Regions from separate parts of the Mus musculus genome. Here region 1 is linked to region 2. Evidence: chromatin contacts called from public Hi-C data. All regions are on one chromosome and are shown on one strand. The core of a region is the stretch at or near the end of the contact, and the rest is flanking DNA. Distances in the headings are between cores, read along the strand shown.

The links. Hi-C and Micro-C count contacts between places; a contact is called where the count stands out from the background.
Region 1: a Hi-C map of bone marrow-derived macrophages shows a contact between it and region 2, with 18 read pairs. The contact joins two enhancer-like sites. A contact is called at or near these places in 3 of 484 Hi-C or Micro-C datasets (Th1 cells, bone marrow-derived macrophages and microglia), 9 of 115 datasets of contacts at active chromatin or transcription factors (the 230-238 cell line, bone marrow-derived macrophages, effector CD8 T cells and 5 more) and 4 of 9 other capture datasets (adipose tissue, bone marrow-derived macrophages, liver and 1 more).

Annotation. Positions count from the first base shown.
Region 1 is chr10:67,204,908-67,212,224 of GRCm38.p6, forward strand. All of the region lies in intron 3 of Jmjd1c (jumonji domain containing 1C), which reads left to right. Among named protein-coding and RNA genes, the nearest start is that of Nrbf2, 77 kb to the right of the region's middle. Within about 2 kb of position 5,169, at least 45 of the 459 cell types and tissues checked have an H3K27ac peak or open chromatin away from gene starts, as enhancers often do. A contact at or near this core is called in bone marrow-derived macrophages, memory CD8 T cells and microglia, where this site is marked.
Region 2 is chr10:66,946,424-66,953,902 of GRCm38.p6, forward strand. No RefSeq gene overlaps it. Among named protein-coding and RNA genes, the nearest start is that of 1110002J07Rik, 30 kb to the left of the region's middle. Within about 2 kb of position 4,213, at least 14 of the 459 cell types and tissues checked have an H3K27ac peak or open chromatin away from gene starts, as enhancers often do. A contact at or near this core is called in bone marrow-derived macrophages, memory CD8 T cells and microglia, where this site is marked.

The DNA of each region.
Region 1 (7,317 bases), core at 3,919-6,418, 260 kb after region 2:
GGAAGGACAAGACGAAACATCCCCGAATTTCAGAGTCACTGTCTTGTCTCTACTCAGATGAGCCCTTCATTTTTCTGGCACCATTTTGTCTGCTTCTATAAACTTGGGTTCCCTTACACAGTTACTCCAAATTATCACTGTTCTATCAAACTTCCTTCTTCTCTACTAGTAAATGACCTTTCTCCTACTGCACAGAGGAAACAGAGGTTACAGCAGGAACCCCCCCCCCCATAACTTCCTGTTCTTAGACCTATTTTTGTACCTCTCTTTGCCTCCTTTGTTTCTTGCCTCAAAGATAAGTCCATTTGGTGTTTCTTCATTTGTACAAATATTTCTTGGGTTGTAGGAGGATGAGGACAAGAGTGAAGGTGGGCGGGGTGAGATTTGTAGACTCAGAGAGCTGTCGTGAGACAGCTGAGCAGGGGAGGAAGGAAGGGCACGAGCCCTCAGGCATGGCGATCTGAGCCTGGCCCGCAGGACCGAGCTGACCCTTACGTTGTTCCGTGTCGTCTACATGCGGGCACAGTAAGTAAGGCCTACACGGGGCTCCAAATCATCAACTAGAACAGAAAATGGAAAGGCCGTAAAGTAAGCTCACTCTAAAAATTGGAGGCTCCAGAGATTAATCGATGTTAACAGTGATAAGGTACTCAAGTGGAGCTTAACAGGCTACAATACAGTTTTGGTTCTGACAAGTTTGGATTGGAAGCCTCTAGAAGGTTTGACCAGAATTTGAGTGATGTGATTTTCTTTCCCTTAATTTTATTTTATTCTGTTTATGTTTATGAGTGTTGTATCTGGGAGTATGTTTGCACACCAGAAGAGGGCATCATATCCCATCAGACTGCAGTTACAGACAGGTGTGAGCTACCATGTGGGTGCTGGGAATTGAATTCAGGACTTGGAAGAGCAGCTAGCACTCTTAACTGACAAGCTATCTTTTCATCTTCAGCTCCCAACAGGGAGTCATTTCATGACCAGTATTGTTTCATTTGTAGTCATCCTTCATTTTAAAGAATTTAAGATTTAATTTTACTTTTTGCTTTGCATGTTTTGCCTGCTTGTGTGTATGTGTGCCATATGTGTGCCTGGTGCCTTTGGAGGTCAGAAAAGGGCTTTGGGTTTTCTGGAACAGGAGTTACCAGATGGTCATGAGCACCATTTGATATTGGGAAACAAACTCAGGTCGTCTACAAGAACAAGTACCCTTCCAGCTGATACACACACACACACACACACACACACACACACACACACTCATCCCCATTGTTTTGTATATTCATTGAGACTAAGTATTATGTATCCCTAGAATATCTTTGTAATTGACTACATGCTAAAGCTCGCCTTGAATTTATGATCCTCTGAGCCCCTGGACCTCAATTTTAGAATTTTTTTTTTTAATTTTGATACATGTACATCATCCCCCTTTCCTTTTTCTCTCTCCAATCTCTCCCATATTACATGCTGCACCCACTGCAAAATCCATGGCCTCTTTTCCTTTTACACACATACATATACACCTACAAAAATACTCTAAAATAAATAAACACAACCTGTTTAGTCTAATGTTACTGGTTTTTTTATGGTTTCTGGGCTAACTGGTTGTTATTGGATAGCCACCTGGGATAGTTGGATAGTGGATAGTCAACTTCTTCCCTGCAGAAGACCATTTTCCCCATGCAACATTCCATAGTTGTCCATAGAGCTCATGTTAGGGCCCCATGAGTTTGGTCATTCCCTGTGAGCACGTTCTGATGGTGTTGTCAATGTTTAGGTTGTCATCTTGATGAGTCTTCATGGGTGTAGCTTCTCTGATGTCCCTAGGACATACAATCTCATACCAAACTTCCGGTTCCTCTGGCTCTTACAATCTTAATGTATGCTCTTCCACTCGTGTGTTGTTATAAAGGAAGTCCCATGTGCCATATGTCACCTGTTTTTATTTTTTTGTACATGTGTATACATGTAAATAATAAAATAGCTAATCTCTTCATTACTTGCATTTGTCGGTTTCTCCCTTGTAGTTTTTATATTAAGTGGCTTCCCAATTTGGTTGCTTGCTATTTTACAACCTACCCTAGATGGTGTCAGGTTTCAACTTTTTCTGTGCTCTGAATCAAGTTCTATACAAAAACCTCATGTCTACTATTAGATAATTATTTATTTAGCCATTTATATATTCTGAGTACTTCCAAGATAAATTCCTGTCCTCATAGAGCTTAAGTTTTACAGGAGGTATGGTGGATAATGAAACAATAAGCAAACTCTGTCATAATAAACATTTTAATAACATCTATTTTATTTAATAACAAAATAAAAATTGAGTAATTTTAAAGCCATTAGAATTGAGAGGGAGGGGGCTGCACTTTTAATCCCAGCACACCTGAGGCAGAAGCAGGCAGATCTTTGTGAGTTTGAGGCCTGCCTGGTCTACAGAGTGAGTTCCAGGACAGCCAGGGCTACACAGAGAAACCCTGTTTCAAAGAAACCAACCCTACCTCCAAAAAAACAAAACAAAACAACAACAGCAAAAAAAAAAAAAAAAAAAAAAAAAAAACCAACAACAACAAAAAGAAAGAAAGAAAGGGAGAAAGAAAAGAAAGAAAGGGAGAAAGAAAGAAAGAAAGAAAGGAAGAAAGGAAGAAAGAAAGAAAGGACTTAATTAATTGGGAGGGTGGCCACTGGATGACTGTGCAGCCCTGTAACTAGAGCATTGTGGAGTCCTGGAGGCAGTGTTGTGAACAGTGCTGTGAGGGAGAGAAGGCCTAGAATGGACACAGCTAGTCTGTACCATTGCAAAGATGAAAACTGTATCACACTGTCTAGCATTATGATTTCAGCTTTTTTTTTTAAGTTAATCCATACTTACAATGTCCTTTAGAGTCCTCAATGTCCTTAAGAGTCCTCAGCACACTCCATTGTTTGATCCTTCTGTGTTTGCATGCCTGTTTCAGTTTGGGAGGCTTTTCCCCTGATCTCCTGTATTCATGCAAGTACCTTTTGTATTTTTTAAAGATTTAACTCAAAGAACTCATTTTTTTCCCCTCAGTTTACAAAAGGACCACTTGCTCTTCAGAGATAACTTTTCCTGTTGTACCTAACTAGCTCTCTTGTCATCCCCACTAAAGCATGTGTGAATTCTGTATCCTAAATGAAACTTTTTGCATTATGTCTCTTCCACTGGACTTAGAATGTTCTTGGCAGGAATGCTGGCTTGTATGTGATGTCACCCCCTGTCATAGTAATCGATCGTCACTAGGTTTCAAAATCCTGTGGGGGGAAACTGCATTGATAGTAAATGTACTAACACAAGCAGAGAGGCCTTTTTTTTTTAAAGATTTATTTATTATTATATGTAAGTACACTGTAGCTGTCTTCAGACACACCAGAAGAGTGCAATCAGATCTCATTAGGGATGGTTGTGAGCCAACATGTGGTTGCTGGGCTTTGCACTCAGGACCTTTGTAAGAGTGGTCAGTGCTCTTAACCACTGAGCCATCTCTCCAGCCCCGAGAGGCCATTTCAAACATAATTAGACAAACTCTCTAATTCAGTCTCTCATACAGTGGGATATAAGAAGTCGAAGGAGAATGTTTTAAAAGTGTCAGATTGTAGCTTTGATAGCACAAGAGGTTGTGAAAAGAAAGTAAAAAAAGGTACTAATTGAATTATGATTGCATCCTAACATAGTAATCAATAGTAACGACTCCTATGAGTATCTGTAAAAGCTTAAATTACGTTTAGAAACATACTCATGTGTAACTCTATTTATAGAAGAATTACAGTTTGAGTAAAATTTAAAACTAAGTGTTGTTAGAGAACAAGTTTCCCTCTGCGCTAGAGACTGCATACATGTCCTTTTAATTGCTAGCATGCGCACCTCTACCACTAAGTACATTCTGAGCCCAAATACCCTGCCTTCCTAGAAAATGGTAGCAAACATTTTAATGCCTTCACAACTCAATACTTCTTAAACAAACAACAAAAAGACAGCGTCTCGTTGTTGCCCCTGTTTGGCCTAGAATTTAATGTAGACCATGCTGGCTAGCCTCAAAGCTCAGAGAGATAATTGCCCTTTTTATGTTCCTAGTGCTGGGATTAAAGGTATACACCACCATACCTCGCTCCCCGTTTTGTTTTTAAAACCAGGAATTCTTACGTATACTAAACATCACTTTAACAGTAGAAATTAAATGTTGAATATCATTGTCAAGTACAGCATGCATACTGCCATCCTTAATAATATTGAGCTGTTCAAGTATTTTGTTACCATAAAACTAATTTTAGGTTCCCTATCCCCTGTTTGTTACTTTGTTCTCTGTCTCGTCCCCACCCCCGCCCCCAAGTGTGTGTTTAGACCAGTGTGGCTTATTTATCCTGCACCTCCTAAGTACTGGGGTTAGAGGTGTGTGCAGACCTTCATTATTGCTATTTTCGTAACAATACATATCTCATGTATTTGCAGATGTATGTATGTATGTATGTATATTATCAAAATTCTCCCAGAGGTCCTGAGCTCAAATATGACTAACCCCAGGAATCATTCTAATTTGAACTAGATTTTTTTAAGGATGACTTTTTATATTATGTGCATAAGTATTTTGCCTACATGTATACATGTGTATGTACCACATGCACACCTAATATTCATGCAGGCCAGAAGGCTCCAGATTCTGTGAACCTGGAGTTATGGGCAATTAGGAGTCACCATATAGGTGCTAGGAATTGAACTCAGGACCTCTGGAAGAACAGCCAGTGCTCATAACTGCTAAGCTATCTCTTCAGCGTCCACCCTCCCCTTCATTTTTAGAGGAATGGATGGTATAGTACTTCTCAGGTGTGTGTCCTTACCATAGAAGCATGAATAAAAGAGAAAGATAGTTCAGAAATCTGTAGTAGAGAATTAGTTTAGAAGTTACATAAATACATTTTAATTGAATGTTCATTTCATATAAAAACTAGAGTAGAACTTTGAGGTTTGTTCTGTAAGAATCAGAAAGTCATAGACGAAACTTTATGTATATACTATCCGACTTAGCTAGACTTCCTATTGCTACAACAAAATACCAGGACCAAAGAAACTTGGAGGAAAGGGCTTATGTGGCTTACACTTCCACAGCACTGTTTATCATCAGAGGAAGTCAGGACAGGAACTCCAGCAGGGCTGACACCTGGAGGCAGAAGCTGATGCAGAGACCACAGAGAGATGCTGCTTACTCTCATACTTCCCCATGGCTTGCTCAGCCTGCTTTCTTTTAGCAACAAGGACCACCAGTCTTGGGATGGCACCACCCACAATGTCCCTTACATAGAAAATGCCCTACAAGATTAGCTGCAGCCTGATTTTTATGGGGCCATTTTTCAGCTGAGGTTCCCTCCTTTCAGCTCACTCTAGTGTCTTGTCAACTTGACATAACCTAGCCATATCCCTCTCTGTTAGTTTATACCCAGCAAGCTTTAGGAGACTGCTTTCATTTTACTTAGGTTGGACTCCCCTGTTGTGGATTGTTTGTCTTTTAAGCCAAGGTGTTCTTGAATATTTTCAGTTATGACCTTAGAAAGCATTCAGGAGTCCCTGGCCTAGTTGAGGAAGCCACGGTTGGTAAACTGTGTTTAGCAGATGTTGTAAGCAGCTGACTCAGCTCCCTGCACGCCATGTCAAAAAATGGCTTGAAAGTAACTTTCCTTCATTGCTTTCTAGATTTTTAAAAACGTTCACAAGTATTTGGGACATCAAAAAGAATTGTGTGAATTTAGAAGGAAACATTTTTTAATAGCTTTTTTCTTTTTTTTAAAGGCAAGATTTCTCTTTGTGTTTTCCTGGCTGTCCTAGAACTCACTATGGAGACAAAAGTGAAATTGTACACTGTTCTGAAATTGTATCCCTGTTCTGGCTCCCCGAGTGCTAGGATTAAAAGTGTGTACTACCCACCACTCCTGGCTTGGCTTTGTTGTTTATTTGGTTGTTTTAAATAGTATGGTTTAACAGAGGATGGAGAAGGCCTTATTACTAATGATACTGCAAATTGTCAAAATGCAGGAGTATTATAGTTCTTTACATTTTCTTGTCAAAGGATTTCACTTTAAAAATTATCTAAAACAACAAAAAAACCTGTGGATTATTTTCACTTCTTGCCTCTATGTCTCCCTTATTTTCAAAACAGGATCTTGTTATATAGCCCTGGCTAGTCTAAAACTCTATGTAAGGTAGGCTAGCCTCCAGTTTACAGCAGTCTGCATACCTCTGCCTCTTACCTTTTGAAAAAAGGCCCGCACCACACTGCATTGTACTGCTACTATCTTTGAAGGAAGACATCATTGAACAGGGAAATAAAGCTATTGAGTTGTTTTTCTAAAGTTGTTGAGGGTAATGGTATATTATGTTTGATAAATTAAAATTTTATTTATAAATTTGTAACCCATTTTATGAGACCATGTTACTAATAAGCTATTGGAAACATAGCAGAGTTTTGACACATTTGATTCTATGTGCTCGTGGATCATTGAAGGAAGGATCATTATAGAAAGGCCTTGGCGTGACTGTTGCTCATTTCCTTTCCAGCTGGGCACTTTGGGGAGAAGGACTTGGTTTATGATTTTCTGTTTCGGGGAACAAATCATCATCATAGTTGTTGCTGGAATCTCTAGACTCGCTGGCCGGAGCGGGGCTCAATCTTAGTAGCTGTGTGAGACCCTGAGATTATCCTTGGTCGTGGCTAGGGACGCACAGTCCTGTGCCCCTCCTGCCATGTGGATTCAGGTTGTCAGGCTGGATAGCAAACTTTTACCTGCCAGTCTGTCTCTGACACTTTTGAGTTTTAGAACATTTTTAAAAGTTATTTTTACCTGTGTCAAGTGGTGCATAAAGTGTCAAAATGGCAATCTATAAAGACTGAAAATCGATTTGTGCTATTAGTTACTTAATTTTACATTGTATTGAGATAAAAGGCAGTAAAGGGTTTGCCACTGTGCTTGATAAAATGAGTTTGATTCCCTTTACCCATCCCCATGATAGATAGGTCACTCCCTCAGGCTGCCCTCTGACATCCACTTTGGCACACACATACATAAAATGTTTAAAAAAATGTAATTTGGTTGCCTATTAAATACATGTGTGCTTTATATTTGTGTGTGTATGTTTGTATATATGCATGCACATAAAATTTATTATATATAAAGATATGACTGTTGGAAAAATCTCCTCACTCTGTGTGCCTTAGCTTTGTCATGTGTAAAATGGAGATAGTGTTCGGTACTACAGTGGTATATTGAGGGTTAATTGCCATAATACAGGCAAGCAGCTGCTGTCTAAAAGTC
Region 2 (7,479 bases), core at 2,963-5,462:
GCTTATCTTTAGTCCCTGTAACAGCCACGTGTTACCCAGTTCTATGTCAAACCTAACATCCTTGTGACTATTAAACAGATTATTTTGAAATGTGATGACAGACTCTTGACTTCTACATGCAAAACCTAAGGCCACCCACCATCACACAATATCTGAAACCAACAGCCCACTGTAACCCACTATGGTGGTTCAGCTACCTATCAACTTGACACAACCTAGAATCACTTGGAAAGGCAGGCTCCACGAGGAACTAGCTAGGTCTGATTGCCTTGTGGACATTTGTAAGTGATTGTCTTGATTTTTAATCGATGAAGAAGATTCAGTCCATCATAGGAGGTACCATTCCCTAGGCAGAGCATTTGAAACACTTCCTAATCAAGGAATCAAGCAGTGCATTCTTCCTTTTCCTGCTTTTGACGGTGGATATAATTCTGGGAGGTCCTGCCTTGACTCCCCTGGAATAATGGACCATGGTTCAGCTAAATAAATCCAAGCAAAACCTTTTCCTACTTTGCTTTTGGGGTGAGTATTTGTCACAGCTACAGAAATGAAACTATAACAGCCACCTACCTGCTGTTTCCACCAACGGGCTTGAAAACCGATTCGACTCAGTACTTTCTTTTGTTCTGTAATGATACAAACCTTGTGAAACCATTTCCACATTCATGGTCTTTGGGAAAATCTGCATCCACACTCTTAGACTGTGGTCATGCTTATTTGGCTCCAGAATAAACTCTCTTTTATTTGTTTTAAGAACTGTGCTTTGTTTATATCAGTGGTAAAAAATACCTAACCATGTTGATATAGTGTGTGTGGTATGTATATAGTCATCCTTATAGTGATAGCTATAGTTATACACACCCCAGAGCTCATTTGGAGGTCAGAGGACAATTTTCAGGAGACGGTTCTCCCCTTTCACCATGTGGGTATCAGGGATTGGACTCAGGTCCTCAGGCTTATCAGGAATTGCATTTACCTGTGACCCACTAGGAGCGTCAGTGAAAGTCATTCACAGTAGCATGGGTGATTGGTCAGTGATTACACCACTAGGGAAAAATGTCTTTCCCTCTTCCAGTAGCCATTAACTGCCTATATGTCCTCAAGGAGAGACGGGGGCCTCTTGAATCTCTCCTTCTCCATAATGAATTGTTGATGGCCAGGCCCCATTCTGTACAGCTATTCAGAACCACTGAGCAGTTAGGAATGCAACAGCTATGTTTTGTGTTGGTTTTGTTTTCTTTAAGATCCTGTAGCCCAGGCTGGCCTCGAAATCTTCCCATTCTATCTCCTGAGTCCTGGGATGAAAGGTGTATACCACTGTGCACTGTAAATGGGGTACCAAAGCTAGCACCCAGGGCTTTGTGGTTGCTAAGCAAGTGCTCTACCAACTGAGCTACATTCAGCTCCAACATAGATACTGAGTATGGATACTGATTTAGATAATCCGATGCTATTCCAGAAATCTAGTTTCTGGACTTTTACTATGTTCTGCTAAATGATTTTTAAAGGGTTAAAATTGCATCCAAGAGGAAATTGGCATCAGTGCACACAGATACACAGAGAAAGCTATAAGCCACAAGATGATGCCTTTAAAACCAGCATGTTGGGGAATAAGCCAAACTCACCTCACTGGCTATGTGCCTTCTTACTTTTGTTAGGAGAGCTCTCTAAGGGGGGAGACTATTATCCTGACAGAGATACTCTGTGCTTCTGAGCTCTACCTCTGGGGACTTGGGGAATGGTCCTACTAACTCTTTATTTTTTTAAGAATTCTCTTTTTTTAAAGTTTTTTTTTTTTTTTTGGTTTTTCAAGACAGGGTTTCTCTGTATAACCCTGGCTGTCCTAGAACTCACTCTGTAGACCAGGCTAGCCTCAAACTCAGAAATCTGCCTGCCTCTGCCTCCCAAGTGCTGGGATTAAAGGCATGCGCCACCACTGTCCAGCTATTTATTTATTTCATCTTTATGAATACACTGTAGCTGTCTTCAGACACACCAGAGGAGGGCATCAGATCCTATTTATAGATTGTTGTGAGCCACCATGTGGTAGCTGAGACTTGAGCTTGGGACCTTCAGAAGAGCAGCTAGTGCTCTTAACTGCTGAGCCATCTCTCCAGTCCTAGCTCTTTTTTTTTTTTTTTTTTTTTTTTTTTATATTCTGCCTTAGGCCTGAAGAGTTGAGCTTTTAGAAACTATGGGGGAGGTAGAAGCGATCAAATGTAGATGTCTTGTCCTGTTGGGTAGGATGCTTGACCCTGAAGAGCCACACAGATTTCCTTCCAAGGACCACTCTGGTGTGTTACACACATTAGGTTACAAATTTTAATTTGCCTTTATTTTTTATCTGCTATATATATATACACACATATATGATAAAAGTGATATCTGTCTTTAATTGTGACATAAATAAGAAGTCCGGAGGCCTTCATTTTCTGTGCTCCGTGGAACATAATTCTTGGATCACTCTTAGAGAACTGGTGAGAAGACAAGCATACATACCTAGCATACATACATACCTAGACACATACATACATACATACCTAGACACATACATACATACATACCTAGACACATACATACATACATACCTAGACACATACATACATACATACATACCTAGACACATACATACATACATACCTAGACAACATACATACATACATACCTCGACACATACATACATACATACCTAGACACATACATACATACATACCTAGACACATACATACATACATACCTAGACACATACATACATACATACCTAGACAACATACATACATACATACCTAGACAACATACATACATACATACCTAGACACATACATACATACATACCTAGACAACATACATACATACATACCTAGACAACATACATACATACATACCTCGACACAGATTTGACAAAAGCTGAAGTCAGAGCAGGTGTTATGGTCAGTTAGAGTTATCGAATTTCTAGGTTATTTTAAAGCAAACATGGAAACATTATTAAATATACTTCCACCAAATTGCCCAAAGAGATCTCAGAAAAAAAGGACGGGAATCTCTAAATGCCATCACTTGATGTTGTTGTTTTTCTGTTCTAAATAAACAATCCCCTTTCTATATAATTTTAATCTAGTCCTATAGGGCAGGGGACAGAGATGGAGACAGGCAGAACCCTAGGGTTGCTGGACAGCCGTTCAGTGGTCATCAGGTTCAGTGAGAGACTCTGTCTCAAAATGTAAGGTGGAGAGTGTTAGGGGAAGACACATAACGTGGACACACATGGTGCATACTCTCTCTCTCTCTCTCTCTCTCTCTCTCTCACACACACACACACACACACACATACACACACACACACACACACACACACACCACAAATATATACACAAAAGTAGATTTGAGTAGCTTTGTCAGATCCTTTCTAACTTTGAAAATCCTTTCATTAAATCCGTTTTGCCAGAGAGGGCTGGGATGTCATTCACTTGTCTAATGTGCACAAAGCCCTTGTTCCTAACCCCAGCACTGCAGACACAACACGTGGAAAGCACACATCTGTCATCTCAGCACTCAGGATGTAGAGACGGGATGATTAGGGGTTCGAGGCCATCCTTGGCTATAGAACAAATTTGAGGCCAGTCTGGGTTACCTGATACCCTGCTGAAATGAGACTGGAAAGGATGGCGGGCTGGAGAGATGGCTCAGCAATGAAGAACACTGGCTGCTCTTCCAGAGGGACCCAGGTTTGATTCCCAGCACTCATATGGTGGTTCATGTCTGTGACTCCAGTTTCAAGGAATCCGATACCTTCACACAGACATACATGCAGACAAAACACCAATGGACATAAATTTTTTTAAAAATTAAATTTCTTTAAAAAGCAAGAAAAGAGAGAGGGAGGGAGCGAGGGAGGGGCAGGAGGGGGGCTCATTATAAAAGAAAACAAAAATTAACTCTTCATTAATGTGAACAGCTGTGCAGTCATCATCTAACTAAGTACTTATTTTGTGAGTATCCGTGAGTAAATGAAGTTCTTCCATTAGGCAATGCTAGTGTAATGCCACCATTGGACTGAGTTCCTTCGTACAGACCGGACATGCCCTATACAGGCTGGGTAGGTGAGGCTCCCTGTTCAGACGAACCCATCTCCACCATATCAGTACCCAGAATCATCCCTTCTGAAAGAGGAAGATGCATTCCTCCAGTGAGAATGAGGTCAACTGAAATCTCAGTTCTAGAAAAGTCTGAACAAGCCAGAGGAGGCCTTTCAGAGAAGTCGGGGACAGCTGGCTTTCTGCTGAGCAAGATCTGAGAAGGTTTTAAATGGAAGGGGAAATCACAATACAGTTAGCCTTCAAACACAAGAATAAATTAAAAGTTGAACACACTCCTTTGGGTGATGAATTCTATAGCCTGCCTTGGTCTGTGGGACAGAGGGTTGAGGGTTGAAAGGACAGAGTCATGAACGCACAGGGACCCTAGATAGCCAAAGTCATATACTTCCATGCAGCCAAAGGCCAGACACTTGGTCCCATAACCAGGTGGGACGGAGCCAGGGCTAGACCCTGTGACCAGCAACCTGGTGCAGGTTCTTCCGTACCAACCTGAGCTTGCGGTTCAGAGCCTGTCTTCCCATCTTTATTACACAGCTGGGAGCTTATGGACCAAAACATGCTTTCTGCCTAAACCCGATGACCAATTTTGTAATCCAGTTAAATCAACTGAAACTATGGGTATTGGTGCTAATGAGCTCGCTCAACTCCCAAGCTGCAGGAGCAGGAAAGCCACTGTCCCCTGAAGTAGGGCACTGCACCTTCTTTCCTGCGTGTCTTCCTTGGAGCCAAAGGAAAGGAGCATCCTTATCTTATAGACACTCACAGAAGCTTCAACAAGAGCAGAATATGGTGGTGTACTCCTTTAATTCCAGCACTCGGGTAGTAGAAGCAGAGCAGCCTGTTGTACAGAACGAGTTTCAGAACAGTTATGACTACACAGAGAAACTCTGTCTTGAAGGAGAAAAAAAAAATCCAAACAAGCAAGCCTGCTACATTTCCCTTAGTCTGTAGCATCGGATGGTACCCCCGCTGTCTCGCCATACTTCTGCAAGACTAAGTCGAATCTACTGAGCACTAAAATACAGAGGCTTCCAGCTGGAGGGGTGGCTTAGTGGTTAACAGCCTTGGGTGCTCTTTGCAGAAGGCCCACTTCCGGTTTCCAGCAACCACATGGATAGCAACTCTCTGGATCCAATCCCCTCTTCTGATCTCCACAGGCATTCACATGGTCCACACATGTACATGCAGACAAAACACTCACACACAATAAATAAATAAATCTAAAAAAAAAATTTTTTTTAATGGAGAAATGTTGCTGTTTCTTCCAGTCTTCTCCAAAGGCCCCTGCGTGTGGCAAACATATTAAGTGAATGCGTATGCTTGTTTTACGTCCGTTTGTCTTTTGTTCCAAGTATCCCAGCCATGAGGCTGGAGGGACCTGATACAAAGATACGTTTTCTTCATCACATGCTAAGCTAGACAAATCCATGGGTATCCTTTAGAGCCCAGAGAGAAGACCCACACATGTGCGCAGTCTTGATGAACGAAGGTGATTGACTGAGTTAGAGATGTAACTCAGCGATACAGTCCTTGCCTGTCAATCACCAGGACCACTCAGAAAGGAAGGTGGAGCGTTAGGTCAGAGGTAGTGAGCAGTGTGCTCCCACGATGCTTTAAAGAATGGTTATCTGTAAGGAACGAGGTGGAACGCTACTTTGGACTCTCTGCCCCACCCCACCCCACCCCAACCCCCCCTCCCTGCACAAAACAATCTCACAGTCGTGATATGTAAACAGCTAAATCTTTTCAGGGTTTGGGGATAGATGCTTATAATACTAGCACGGAGGAAGAGGTATTAGGACTACACAAGACTCTGTCTCTAAAAACGAAGGAGAGAGAGAGAGAGAGAGAGAGAGAGAGAGAGAGAGAGAGAGAGAGAGAGAGAGAGAGAGAGAGAGAGAGAGAGAGAGAGAACTGAAACTTTAGGACTGGAAAGATGGCTCAGCAGTTAAGAGCACTGACCGCTCTTCCAGAGGTTCTGAGTTCAATTCCCAGCAACCACATGGTGACTCACAGCCATCTGTAATGGGATCTGATGCCCTTTTCTGGTGTGTCTGAGGACAGCTACAGTGTACTCACATACATAAAACAAATAAATAAATCTTTTTTAAGAAGAGCTAAAACTTTAAATGTTTAGAAGGAAAGTAAGAAAATGGGTTTATGCTGTTAGAATACAGACATGTTCTTCAGCAAAAACACAGCCGAAAAACATTAGGGAATGCTCTATCGATTGCTTGCTTGCTTGGTTTATTTGTCAACTGATTTGGAGCAAGGTCTGCTGTAGCTCAAGCTAATCTCAGATTTGTGACATAGTCAAGGGTGATCCTAATTTCCTATCCTCCTGCCTCCACCTCCCAAATGCTGGGATTACAAGAGTACCTGAGGGATCAAACAGAGGACTTTGTGGGGGCGAGGCAAGCACCCAGCCCCAGGAAACACTTATTAATTGGACTGCCTTTAAAAATACATCAAAGGACACATGCCTACATAATTACATTCATTTATAAATATTTGTTGAACTATCTCCTTAAGATTCATGCCTACACAGGGAGAGGGGCAGCATTTGGGATGTAAATAAAGAAAGAAATAGATTAATTAATTAATTTTTAAAAAGCTAAGTTGGGTGGGATGGTGACAATTAAATTATATATTTATGATATGTATGCTTATTTTTATGCCTTAGGCTTTATATTTTCTTTCATGTCTAGCTATTAAAATTTATGTAACTTGAATTGGGGAACAAATGTTAAAGATGTAGATATGCAGCAACTCACCTTAGCTTAGATTTGAGGTCAGAAAAGAAGAAAAGCTATTTTTAAAAAACTTGTCTGTTATACTTTCATTTTAGAGGTAAAACAGACAAGACTATGAGCAGACAAGCCATAGAACAGGAAACCTGCATTGCCAGCGTTTTCTCTCTCTGCGGTCGCAGGCAAACGAAACTGAAAATCAGGAGGACAGATTTTACACACATTTGATTAGCCAACGTTAACAAGTCTGACAGGACCTGTAATCGATAAGAATCTGCAGCCTGGGGGAACTTTCCACACTGGTAGCAGCAGTGATAATTATTTAAGGAAATTTGAAATATTTACTGTCATGTCTAAATGTTACCACCCAGCGGAATTCTTTGTGCATAAACATCAAAGGGAAACTCCATGAAAGTCCATGTTAACAGGGAACTCAGGACAAAAATATTCACAGAAGCGCTTGTTAGTAAAAAGAAGGATCAAGAAGCCTAAAGGCCCAACCTGGGGGGGGGGGCAAAAAAAGATCAAAAAGCAACAGTGAAAACAGTAGATGGGATACCTTGTAGCTGAAAATATAATCGAGTCAAAGTAACCATAGCAACACGGGCAGTTTTCCCAAAAATAATGTAGGA